Regions from separate parts of the Ovis aries genome. Here region 1 is linked to region 2. Evidence: chromatin contacts called from public Hi-C data. All regions are on one chromosome and are shown on one strand. Each heading gives the region's core, a stretch centred on a gene start, on an enhancer-like site or on the middle of the called end of the contact. The rest is flanking DNA. Distances are from core to core; before and after follow the strand shown.

Region 1 (5,890 bases), core at 616-3,115, 300 kb before region 2:
TGTTCATGGGTGTGTCCCCTTCCCTTCCTCAATAATTGCTCAATGAATTTATAGAATGAACAATTTAGAGAAAGAATTTCGCACAGTAGCTGGTAGATAGTAAGCATTCCACAACCGGCAGTTTTTATTGTTATTTTGCAGAGGAAAGTCACTTGGGTATGTCTATTCAGGTGTTCTGTCCTGATTCAAATTCCAGAGATTTCCCCATTTTATCACTCAGTTTTTAACGAGCTAGTCAGACACCCAGGGGTCCTATGCACCTCTCTGAAAACTCCTACTAACCAGTGGACATCCCTTAAATACACTCCCAAGAAAACTGACCCTCTCCGAGCATTTATGGGGGAGTAGGATTCGAACAAAACCAGGAAGGACCAAATGCCAAAGCAAACAAACGACTGATTCTCCACCCTGGGGGAGAGTGTTCACCCCCGTTTTGCTAAAGATAGAGCGCGGGCCCTCCCCGGGAACTTCCTGGTTTTTATTAGTTCGTAATCCCAAATGCAACTTTTCAAAGGTTTTTCTTCTGGAAGTGTGGGTGTGAAAGTGCTTCCCTAATAACATCTTGGGGGAGGCTCTGGAACATCTGTACATTTGAAAACCGAGCATCCGGCTGGGCTGTTTGGTTGGGTGGGGGACCCTGCGGGGTGGGCTGAAGCAGCAGGGGCAAGTTAAAAACAAGTCTAGATGGCGTTTAAACAGAGGCAAAAAAATTAGGCAAAAATTACAAATGGCTAATTACTTTGGCTCAGTTACACGTTTAATCAAAAGCCCGCCTCCCCCACTTTAGCACCGGCGTTAAGAGGGGAAAATAGGGCGCTTAGAAGTCTAAGCGATAAAGATCTTTCTCTCCACGAACTAAAGGACAAAACTCATTACAGATAAGCCCTGTTCTCCCATTTCCCTCGGACGCCTCTCCACGATTGCTAAAGAGGTTGCCGCTCCCCGCGTAGCTGCCAGGAAATCGGTCCAGCCCCGGGGCGCAGCTTTCACCCAGCGAGGGGTAAGAGGCGCACTTCCTGCGGCCTCCCCGCCACCAGGCTGGAGTGCGGGAACCTTCCCTCCTCCCGTGGAGCGGCGAGTTGGGAAATCTCGGCCACTGATCAGCCGTGCCGTGGGGAAAGGGGGCGTGGGACTCGAAAGGGCTGGATCTTGCAAGCCTAGGATCGGTATTCCTCCCCTCCCCCACCCCTCCCCAGCCGGGAACAAGGCCAATGGAAGCCCGAAAAGGGGGGAAAAAAATTAAATCGCAAAGCGGAGCCGGAGTGCAAAGGCCGCTCGGCTTTGTTTCCTGGCGGGGAATTCATCGGGCTGGGGGCTCGAGCAGGGGACGAGCAGGGCGCGCCCCGCCGTGGCGCTGCCAGTGCGAAGAAACCCAGCATGAAACCTTGCAGCCTTATAAACGCAGCCGGCCGCCCCTTCCTCTCCTCAGACCCGAGCCGGGGTCCCCCCGACTCTCGCCATCCGCGAGCAACGCAGACGGGGGCGGGGGGAGACCGAGCCAAGCCCGCTCAAACAGTGGCGTCTTTAAGAGCTCGAAAGACGGGAAACAGGCAAAGACTCGCCAGCCCGCGAAAGCAGTCGCCCTCCTCCCTCTCTCCGAGACCCGACCAGAGCGGGTCCCCAGTCCCGAAACTGCCCCGGCCGGCTCAGCAGCGCGCGGGGAGAACCTAGCTGTGGGACGCCCGAGGCGGGAGCCCCGCGCTGCAGCTTTAAGAGCTCGCGGCGCGCGCGCCCGCGACCGGCAGCCCGGCTGCGCGTCCCCGCGGTCGCCGCGCGCCCACTGCTCGCGCGCCACCGCCGCCGCCGCGCGTCCCCGGCTCGCTCGCTCGCCGGCTTTAAAGTCTCTGCCAGGATCCATGCTCACATGTTACTTCCTGTATGGAGGCATGGCTAGTTTCCAGCCCCGCGCTCCCCGATCCTCCCCAGCTCGCGCCAGAGCCACAACTTTCAGGAGCATGGACTGAAGGCGCCCTCGCCCTTGCGCCCCTCTGAGAGCCTTTGTGTTTTCCTCGGTTTCCTCCGGCTGTTCTATTTTGGGGGCTCTTCGCTCTCCCCCCGCCTCTACCCTCCCCTTCCCCGCTTGCAAACATGCCTCCTTCCTTCCCTGGGCCCTGGAAGGAGCTGCCTGCCTGAAGCCCGGAGACGCCGCGCCGCGCTCAGCCCCGCCGCCGCCCGCCGGCTCTCGGGCTCCGCTGCCGACTCAAGTTGGGGATCTTCGGCTACTCGCCGCCGCCGCCGGCGGTCTCTGCCTGCCCGGGGCTCCGGGCATCGCCGCCGCCCGCCGACTCCTCGCCCTGCCCGCTCGACTCGCTCCTTTTTGAACATAAAGCAGCTCTTCTCCGCCGAGGATCGTCCCCAGCGTGGCTCCGCGTTCTCGGCCACTTTTTGAGATTTTCTGGGGGGCGCTCGGCGGCTTCCCAGATTCCAGAGGGGGACTCGGGCGGCCGAGCGCGGGGGCCCCGTAAAGCAGGCGAGCAGGCGAAGAGCCGGGGCTTAGCGGAGGCTCACACCGAGGCAAGAACTTATTCAACAAGTTTACCCCCCCCTGCCTTCCTCTTTTCGATGTGCGTTTTCGGACATGCGGAGGTTACTGGAACCGTGTTGGTGGATTTTGTTCCTGAAAATCACCAGTTCCGTGCTCCATTATGTCGTGTGCTTCCCCGGTGAGTGCTGACCGCCGAGGGGACGCGGCCCTGGCCAGCGCGCGAGGGGGAAGCGGAGTTGCCGCCGGGGCATGGAGCTCAGGCGCCCGTCCCAGGGACCCCGGAGAGGGTTAAGTGGGGGTCGAGCACCCGGGGAGGAGAGAGGGATCCGCTCCGCTGACTCTGGCGGCGTAATTTAGGGAGGCTTGTGGTTGGGGAGGGTGGAAGCAAAGAGCTGGCCGGGGAGAGGAACGGGAGCCGCAGGGGTCTATTTCTCGCTCGGCTTTGGGGGCCTGGGGGATCCGGAGTCGGGAGAAGACTCGTTCCGCTGCTCCGCCGCTGTGCAGGAGAGCTAGAGCTCTGAGGCTGTTGGGGACAGTGGGGCTATGGGGAGGATGCCTCTGTGGGTTTGTGGGGGCCCTGGGTGCGTTCCCCGCTCAGGCGAGGATTGAAGGAGCTCAGAAGGGGGGATTGGATTTGTTGCTCCGCGACTCTTTGGAGGGGCTGATGTTCGTGGAGTGGAAGCTCGAGGTTGGCCGTGGAGGATTGGGGATGTCTGGAGCAGCCTGCGTTCGGGTCTCGGGGGTCAGGGACGACCTCAGCTCGGGGCTGGGGCGCGGGCTGCGCTTCGGTGCCGGCGCGAGGGAACCTTCCTGGCTCGGGGACCTGGGCGCGGTGGGAGAGCAGGGAGCAGGAGGTTTAAGGAGATCCGTGACTCCCCCATCCCGGGCCCGCGGCCCCCTTTGCTTGGCTGGGCTGCTCGGGTGGGGGGCGGGCGCGGGTCGGCGGCTGGGTTGCTGTTCGCTCCCGGGCGGATTTTTTTTCTGTCTCGCGCCCTGCCTACCTGCATCTTTGCCTTTTTGCAGGCTGTTAGCAGCTGGCGGACCCACACCCTCACCTTTCTGGTCGGGTTAAGATAGGAACACTGTTGACCACTGATGAAGATAATAAATCACCACACGCAGGGTGTGCGGCTCAGCGATCCTCCGCTTCCAGCCCTCCATCGGCCGACCCGCCGCCTTCTTTCTGCTAGGGGAGGGCAGAGGCCAGCTGCCTCCCTCTTCCCTCTTGCAGCCCCCTTTACACCAGGCTGCAGCCTCGAGCTCCCTTGAATCTGTCCGACCCCCCTCTCCCTGGTGGAGGCTACGTCCCCTCTCCTAGTCGGGGAGAGGGTGGGAAGAAGGGGACCATTCATTTTTAATTCTTTGCTCTCCTAAGGACAAGGAAGCCCCCGTTTTTCTGTCTTTTCATCCACCAGCTCCTGGATATTCAGAGGTGGGGGTTATCCAGGAAAAAGGAACGTGCCCTCCCATGTTTATGCTCCCGCTGGTCACAGCCGCCTGTCCCCTGGTGGCCCGAGCGCAGATTTTGGTGCAGCGGGTCCCCCAGCTGCGTCGTGCGCCCTGGAGCAGGGTGCGGGCGCTCTTGCTTGCTCTCGGGGATTGGCAGCGAGGGTCCCCTTTGCAGGCAAGTGGGTGCCTCGAGGGGTAGAGAGGCAAAGCATGGTCTTGTTTCGGCACCCCGCTTTTCCCTTTGCGCATCCTCCTGTCCCTGGAACCGCACAGAACTCCTGCAACAGTCCTGAATCCCAGCTCGGATGCGGAGCCAGGACGTGTGTCCACACTCGACCCGAGGCCTGGGTTTGTCCACCAGGCTCCTGCCTCCACCGGGGGCTGGAGGCGGTTTTGACATTTACTCCTAAACATTCTCTCCACCACTCCTCAGCATTTGTGTTAACTGTTTGCCCCTTCTAGATTCTTCTTTGCCTTGGACTTGCCGGCAGAGTGGACTCAGGCGCACACACACTGGGGCTTAGCTTTGTAAGGGTCACGCTTAAAGGGGGGCAGTGGGAAGCAGCCGGAGAGCAGCCTAGCAGCCTTGCGAAATACAAGGAATTTCTGATTCCACTTCTGGCGTTTACTTTACACTCGGGTGTACAATCAGTGGGCCAGGCGGGATTTTTCTTTTTCCTGATGTCTGAGGAAGCCTAAAATCCAAAATTGGACCGCCAGTGATGCCGCCTGTTTCGAGCTGGGACAGTTTTCGTCTTCCACATTTCCTATGCCTGCCCTCGCTGCGAGGTAAACAAAGAGCCCATTCCGTAGTCCGGGAGTCAAAGGGTGTCTAAAAGGGAAAGGGCAGCGGTGCCCGGGGAAGGAGGGTTGTGGTTTGGAAGAGTGCCGCCGGAGAGGGTGCAGCGGCAGGCTTTGCAACCAAAGTTAAAATGTCAGAGCCGGAGACGTCGGCTTTGGGGTTTCCGAAAGTGCCGCGACGCCGCTGGACCTCAGGGGGCGCCCCCGAGCCGCTTGTCAGGCTCCCGCCACCTCCGCCCGTCGGACTCGGCCGCCTCGGTGCGGTTGGGGCCGCGGTGGGAATGGGGCTGGGGCGCTCGGCTGGCAGCTGCAGACGCGCCTGGGAGCGGAGACGCGGTCTCAGCTCCGCCCTGCTGCTCCTGGGTGGCTCTAAACCGCCTAGGAGCGGTGGGGACCTGAGTTCGCTTTGGGACGCCCCCCTCAAACCTGGAAAGCGTTTGTCTGGTTGGTACCAGGGATAAAGATGCTTCTGGTTTGAGTTAGGGTCCTCCTTGTGACATGTTAACCAAAATCCCTTGTTATTTTGTGTTCCCTCTCAGAATCGCGCCAACTTTTCTGATAACGTTTTGTTCTCAGCTCCTGTTCAGGATACAGGGTAGCTGTGATTTGAAAAGGTTTTGGAAACATCGTTCTGGCGTGAGTGTTTCTCCAGAAGAGGGGAAACAACGGTGTGGGAGCTGTGGGATCCGCATCACCCTTAGTGTTTCAAGTGATGTTTTCCACTTTGCGGAGCATAAGGGTTATTTACATGATGTAGTGCATAGTATCTTGTTTTCTGACATCTTAAAAAAAATACTGATATGGAAAATTTTATGAAAATGGAGAAACTTAAGGGGCCCCTGAGAATCCTCTGTCCAGCTGTAACAATTACAACTCAATTTTTGCTCTTCCATTACCCACCTCCCCAAAACCCCATTATTTCAAATCTTATCCATAGTTCATATAGGCATTTGGTATATATGTCTAATCATTGGGAATTTAAGTTCATCTTACAGCATATACATTGTTACTTGGAAGGGTTAACATTTTGTGTATTTTATATTCTTAAGCTTTCAAAAGAAGCTTACAAAAAAATTTCTTCTAAATTGATTTTTCTTTCCACCCTCAGAGAGAAATCCTTCTCTATGATTCTGGTATGTTTTGTAGGATAATTAC
Region 2 (5,646 bases), core at 1,291-3,790:
CAGGATAGCCCTTAGTACAGTGTGACTAGCTTCCTTATAAAAAAGAGGGGTTTGGACACAAATGGATACATAGCGAGAATGCACGTGAACTTGAAGGCAGAAATTAGGCTGCTGCTTCTACAAGGCAAGCAACACTGAAGATGGCCTACACACCACTGGGAGCTAGGAGAGGTGCCTGGGAGAGCTTCTCCTCACAGACCTCATGAGGAATCCACCCTGTTTGCTCCTTGATTTCAGACTTCTAGCTTCCAGAATCCTGAGGCAGTGAATTTTAGTTTTTTAAGCCAACTACTTTTTGTTGTTGTTGTTGGATCATGATTGCTTTACAGTGTTGCCCTTTGTTTCTGCTGTACAACACAGTGAATCAGCTGTAGGTCTGCATACATGCCTCCTCTCCCAACCCGTTCAAGTCATCGCGGAGGTGGAGGTGAGCTGCCTGTGCTGTATGGCCGCCTCCCGCTCGGCATCTGTTCACAGGTGGTAGTGGATATATGTCACTGCTACTTTTCCATTTTTCCCATGCCCCACTTCTCCCTCTGTGTTCACATGTCCACGGCTTTCTTTCTACCTCTGCATCTCTGTTCCAGCTCTGCAAACAGATTCATCTGTATCATTTTTCTAGAGTCTGTATATATGCTTAATGTGCAGTAAGACCACCTACTTTGTGATACTTTGCTACACTTGTCTCACTTGCCACTTCCAAGCACTGAGTAGGCACATGTGCCTACTGTATTGGATGGTGGAGACACCGAGCATTGCTGTCCTTATTGAAAGCACTCTTGGATAATACTCTTCAGGGGATTCCATGCTGTTCATATTTTAAGCAAAAAAAAAAAAGTATGAAAGGTTGAATGAGTTATATGAAGTATGTTCCTTGTGCTAAAATTCAGGACAAAGCACGTGAGTGATGTAAAAGGTAAAAAAAAAAAATTCTTCTTAAATATGTGCTGGTCAGACAGCCAAGTATTCATGGGGACTTCCTGTTCTGGGGGAGATGGAGAAACCGGCCAAGGCAGCCTTGTCTTCTGTGCAGGATGAATTTCTGATTCTGCTTCCCTGGTTAAACTCTTACATAATTGCATTCTATATATAGAGCTTTCCTTTGTATCCAGCTCTATTTTCCCCCCTTGTTTTCTTCTGCAACTATATAAGTGTTTGCAAGATGCTTTGCATCTCTCTGTCCCCTGTTCCCCCAACCAGTGAACTGTAAATAGGGCTTTCCGTCTCCCTGTCCTCCCCGCTCTCCAATCCTCCCATGAGCTGTAAATAGACAGGACAGATGAGGGTTTGCTGCTCCAGTTTTCTAAGTGCTTCACCATGTGGAAGGGTCACGGAGTCCTTCCTAGTTCCCAGCCATGGCTGGGACATACTGTGAAATGCTCATAGCCCCTTTACTTTGGCTGTAGAGTGAGTGCCTGAGAACCTGTCTGGGGATGGGGCTGGCAGGGAAAAGCCTCCTTGGAGCAGAGGTGAAAACTTCCCTGTGGGTGCTGCCCTTCATCCTGGAGGGGATGTGAATTGGCTGGCAGTGGTTGTGACCTCTGGTGGGGCAGAGTCACCATCCTTTCTGCAGTCCGTGCCCTCTTTTCAGGAGGTTATACCTTGGATGCTGGGAGAGCGCTGAAGGTCCTTGATCCAGGGAAAACAGTTTGTGTACCTGATCTCCCACCTGCTCCTTTCGACCCTGAAATGCCTCCTTTGGGAAACTTGGCCTTCAGTGAGTCAAGTGAGGAAGAGGCTGAGAAATGTTTGCAATTTTTTACCTTTTCAAGTTAAGGAAGGTCTTTTGAAAGTGAGGTGATACTTCAGTGTATTTTTAATATCCCTTTTATAACAACTAATGTCTTGAAAAATTATTTTGTCTTTTCATATTCGATTTGTTATTTCAGACCACTTTTCTCATAAGTTTTGTTAAGTTGAAGTCATTGCTATAATGAATATGGAATGCAAAGTAACACCCTTCCCTAAATAGCTCAGTATTCTCTTTCTTGGGTTGTTTTATACTCAATCTAATATTCTATTTATGGGAAAAAAAGTGTGTGTGTGTGTGTTATAAAACCATCATCATGCCATAGTGTGTGCCAGGCATTCTGCTCAGCTCAAGGCATTCATTTTAACCTTTAGCAATAAATCTTCTAAAGAGGCAGCTGTAATAATTATCTTAAAACCAAGATGAGGAAACTGACATTTAGGGAAGTCTCATAACAGATAATAGGGCTTCCCCAGTGGCTCAGTGGTAAAGAACCCTCCTGCAATACAGGAGATGTGGGTTCGATCCCTGGATCTGAAAGATTCCCCTGGAGGAGGGCATGGTAGCCCACTCCAGTATTCTTGCCTGGAGAACACATGGACAGAGGAACCTGGCGAGCTACAGTTCATAGGGTTGCAAAGAGTTGGACATGAGTGAAGCAAGTGAGCACGCGTATACACATAACAGATCCACCCGCTGGCGATCAGCAGAAAGCTTATCTGACATCACAGCACAGCACCACCGCCACCCACCCCCCACCAGAGAGCTTGTGAACAAGCAACTCCATTAAGTATTGTTCAATTAAAAATTATGTTTGTTCTTGGAGTCTTTGGAGTACATGGGGACCTTTTGCAGTCGGGACAAGCCCATTTCCTTTCTCAGTGGGAAACACTCCAAGTATTCCTCTTGAAACAAAAAACGCCAAGGATTATTTTTGCAGACTTCTGTAGAGTGGTTTTTGGACAACACCCTGGAACAGGAAACCACAGTTTCTCCTAAATTTGTACAGGATGGAAATAGATAACATTCTTTAGAAAACCACTGCCACAATTAGTGCTTTCAAATCAGCATAATGGTGGACGGTTCAGTTTATACATTTCTTACCTGAATAAAGTATTGGAACCTGCTGCATGAGAAATCCATGAATATTTTTCCAGAGCCTTATTTTATTAACTGGAAATGCAGCAAAAAGATAGGGGTAGTTGAGGGAAAGGAGTGTGGTATGATTTAAACTATTTGAAAGCTTTCCCTGGAAAATGGATTTGAAATAGAACAGGACGCTGTAGCATAACTGATGAGAACACAATTTGCTGTGACTTTCCTAATGCCCAGAAGCTGCTTATTGTTATTGAAAAGAATGAATGAACTCGATGCAATAGGAGGCCATGATGTGTGAGGGACATTTACACATTAAGCAAAGAAAAAAACGACTGTGTTTAGACACTGAATTTTTTTTTTTTTAACGAAGATACAGTGGCCAAAACTCTGCATGAAACATATGGTTGGTATACTCAGGCTTCCCTGGTGGCTCAGCAGTAAAGAATACACCTACAATGCAGGTGACATGGTTCGATCCCTGGTTTGGGAAGATCCCCTGAAGGAGGACATGACAATCCGCTCCAGTATTCTTGCCTAGGAAATCCTATGGACAGAGGAGCCTGGTGGCTTATAGTCCACGGGGATCACAGAGTCAGACACACCTTAGCAGCTCAACAGCAACAGCAAGGTATACCCGTGACAACTCCAGAAGTATTGGGGTTACTTAACTATCTAACCCCAAGTCTTCATGCCTAGAGTTATCTTTCCATAGTGGTTGAAACTCCTTTTACATTTTGAGTCTGTTTCTGCAAAGTTCTGATAGCTGAATTGAGCTTTTTCAGATTACTATACTTTTCTGATTATTTTTAATTGTTGTAAGCAACACATGGTTATATACTACTGACAAGAATGGAAATGATTTGCACATACTTCATTGCTTGATTCTTTCCCTAATTCCAGGCCTCCCTTTTTGTCCTTCCTCTGAAAAGCTATCAGTTTTGTAAATACTGCTGTTTTGCTTTTAATGTGTTATTTGAATGTCTTCATATCTCTTTGGGAAATATTTAATATCTTTTTTTCTTTTAGCTGTGGCAGGTGTAATCTGTATGATTCTGTGTATGGTTGTGTAAATATTACGCTTTTAAAATCTTTCCCCCCTGTTTGTGCCTTTCATTTTTGTCCACATTGGTTCATATTTGTTTGCTTCATGTTTTATACTGCTCCATAGGTATTTCCTTACTGTGGCTGTTTCCTCGTGGTTTATTTGCTTATCCATTGCTTGATGTTTACATTGTTTCTATTTTATTGACATTAAGAAAGAAAATTGACTGAACATCTGTCTACCCTTCCCCCTTATACACATGTGCTATTTTTGGGGGGAGGCACATTTAAAATTTAAGTAAACACTGCAAAAACGAGACCACCACCTTTCAGCAATTTGGGGGGACTGTTTGCAAAGTGAAATGTGCCTTTGTGTGAAATAGGATGCATTTAAAAGTGGATCTCGGTTTTGCTTCCCTGTAAGATGCCTGATAATGGAAGCGCCCATGGGTGACTGCCGCTAGGTTTCTTAAGAGTGGACAGCATCTGTGAGCTCAGGTCCATGTTAGGTGGGCTTTTCACAGCGCAGACGGTTCCTCTCGCTCTTTCTGCTGCTCAGTGAGTGCAGTGCCCTGGCTGCTGCCCATCTGCTCCATGCTGCCGCCACTGTGTCCACAGATAACAGAAAATTAACTTGGGCTGCATCGGTCAGTATTGCAAGCAACAGAAGTCTACTCTGGCTAAACTTAAAGATGGGCTTTATTGCAGAAAGGTAGGGGACCTGGTGAAAATTCTGGCAAGGTGAAAAAGTCCCTCAAAAAGTAATTATTTGGGGGGATGAATCTGCTCTAGACTTACTCGCAATGTCTGTGTCTAAAAGACATTGGTTACATGATGGGCCTAGTGTAGGAGGTGTATATCCTGCTTGCATGGTCCATCAAGAGAAGACCTAGCTGGGGGAAAAAAAGTTAAAGCAGAAGGAAATCCATCTACTTTGAGCAAAAGGCAGAGAAGACAGATGCTCGGTGTCCAGAAAACATACTATCTGCTGCCATTGAATACCTTGACAAATATATTTTATAGCTTATGTTATCAAAATTCAGTTTTCACATATAATACTTGTTTACTTGCATAGCTGGGGAACTGCTTGTTTGAAATAAACACTTTCAAAGAATTAGACTAAGATGAAGTGCATGTAACACATTTGAGTTTTTAAATGACTGAGAACTGGCGTTAAGTGGTTTGGAATTATTAGGCTCTTTTTGATGGATCTGTGATTCTTTATTTAAAATGATAGAAAACAAATGTTCTGATTGGGATTCTGGTAGAGCTAGCATGCTCAATTTATTCTTTTCTTTTGTCCTTTGATGGCATAATTTTGAAAGTAAAAATATTAGAAAGTATGGTTAAGAAATAATAATTTTAAATTGGAGCCACTTGATTGTCTCCTATTTTATGATTGTGATTATGTAGATAGGATGACCCTCAGAAATGGTGAGGTAATAAATGTTAGTGCTTTGAAGTTAGGAAGTTTTCAGGTAGTTTGTTAAATAACACTTGGTAGTGAATGTGGTACTGACATAATTGAGGCTATACTCTTGGTTGACGGGAACTTTTCTGATGATTTTGGGACTCGATTTTAGAGAGTTTAACAAAAGCATCTGTGTTAACAGCCTTCTTTCTAAGATTTTTAAAAGAAACTACTAAATATTCTGTTTTCTCTCTCTGCCGCCACCATTTCCTAAAAAATAACCTTTGAAAAGGAGCATTTTACATGTTGTCCACTGTGCTTTTCCAAGAGTTCTGACTTTCTCTTG

The links. A called contact is a pair of places that touch in the nucleus more often than the background predicts.
Region 1: a contact with region 2 is called in a Hi-C map of muscle, with 7 times the contacts expected there. The contact joins the promoter of PTPRG here to the enhancer-like site in region 2. A contact is called at or near these places in 4 of 16 Hi-C or Micro-C datasets (hypothalamus, muscle, omental adipose tissue and 1 more).

The regions. Positions count from the first base shown.
Region 1 is chr19:39,926,512-39,932,401 of ARS-UI_Ramb_v3.0, reverse strand. It overlaps PTPRG (protein tyrosine phosphatase receptor type G), which reads left to right and starts at 1,865. Exons shown (of 29, transcript XM_060402273.1): 1 at 1,865-2,663. The coding sequence starts at 2,579.
Region 2 is chr19:39,626,130-39,631,775 of ARS-UI_Ramb_v3.0, reverse strand. The region is part of intron 2 of PTPRG (protein tyrosine phosphatase receptor type G); the gene reads left to right. Among named protein-coding and RNA genes, the nearest start is that of TRNAE-UUC, 11 kb to the right of the region's middle. Within about 2 kb of position 2,540, at least 6 of the 54 cell types and tissues checked have an H3K27ac peak or open chromatin away from gene starts, as enhancers often do.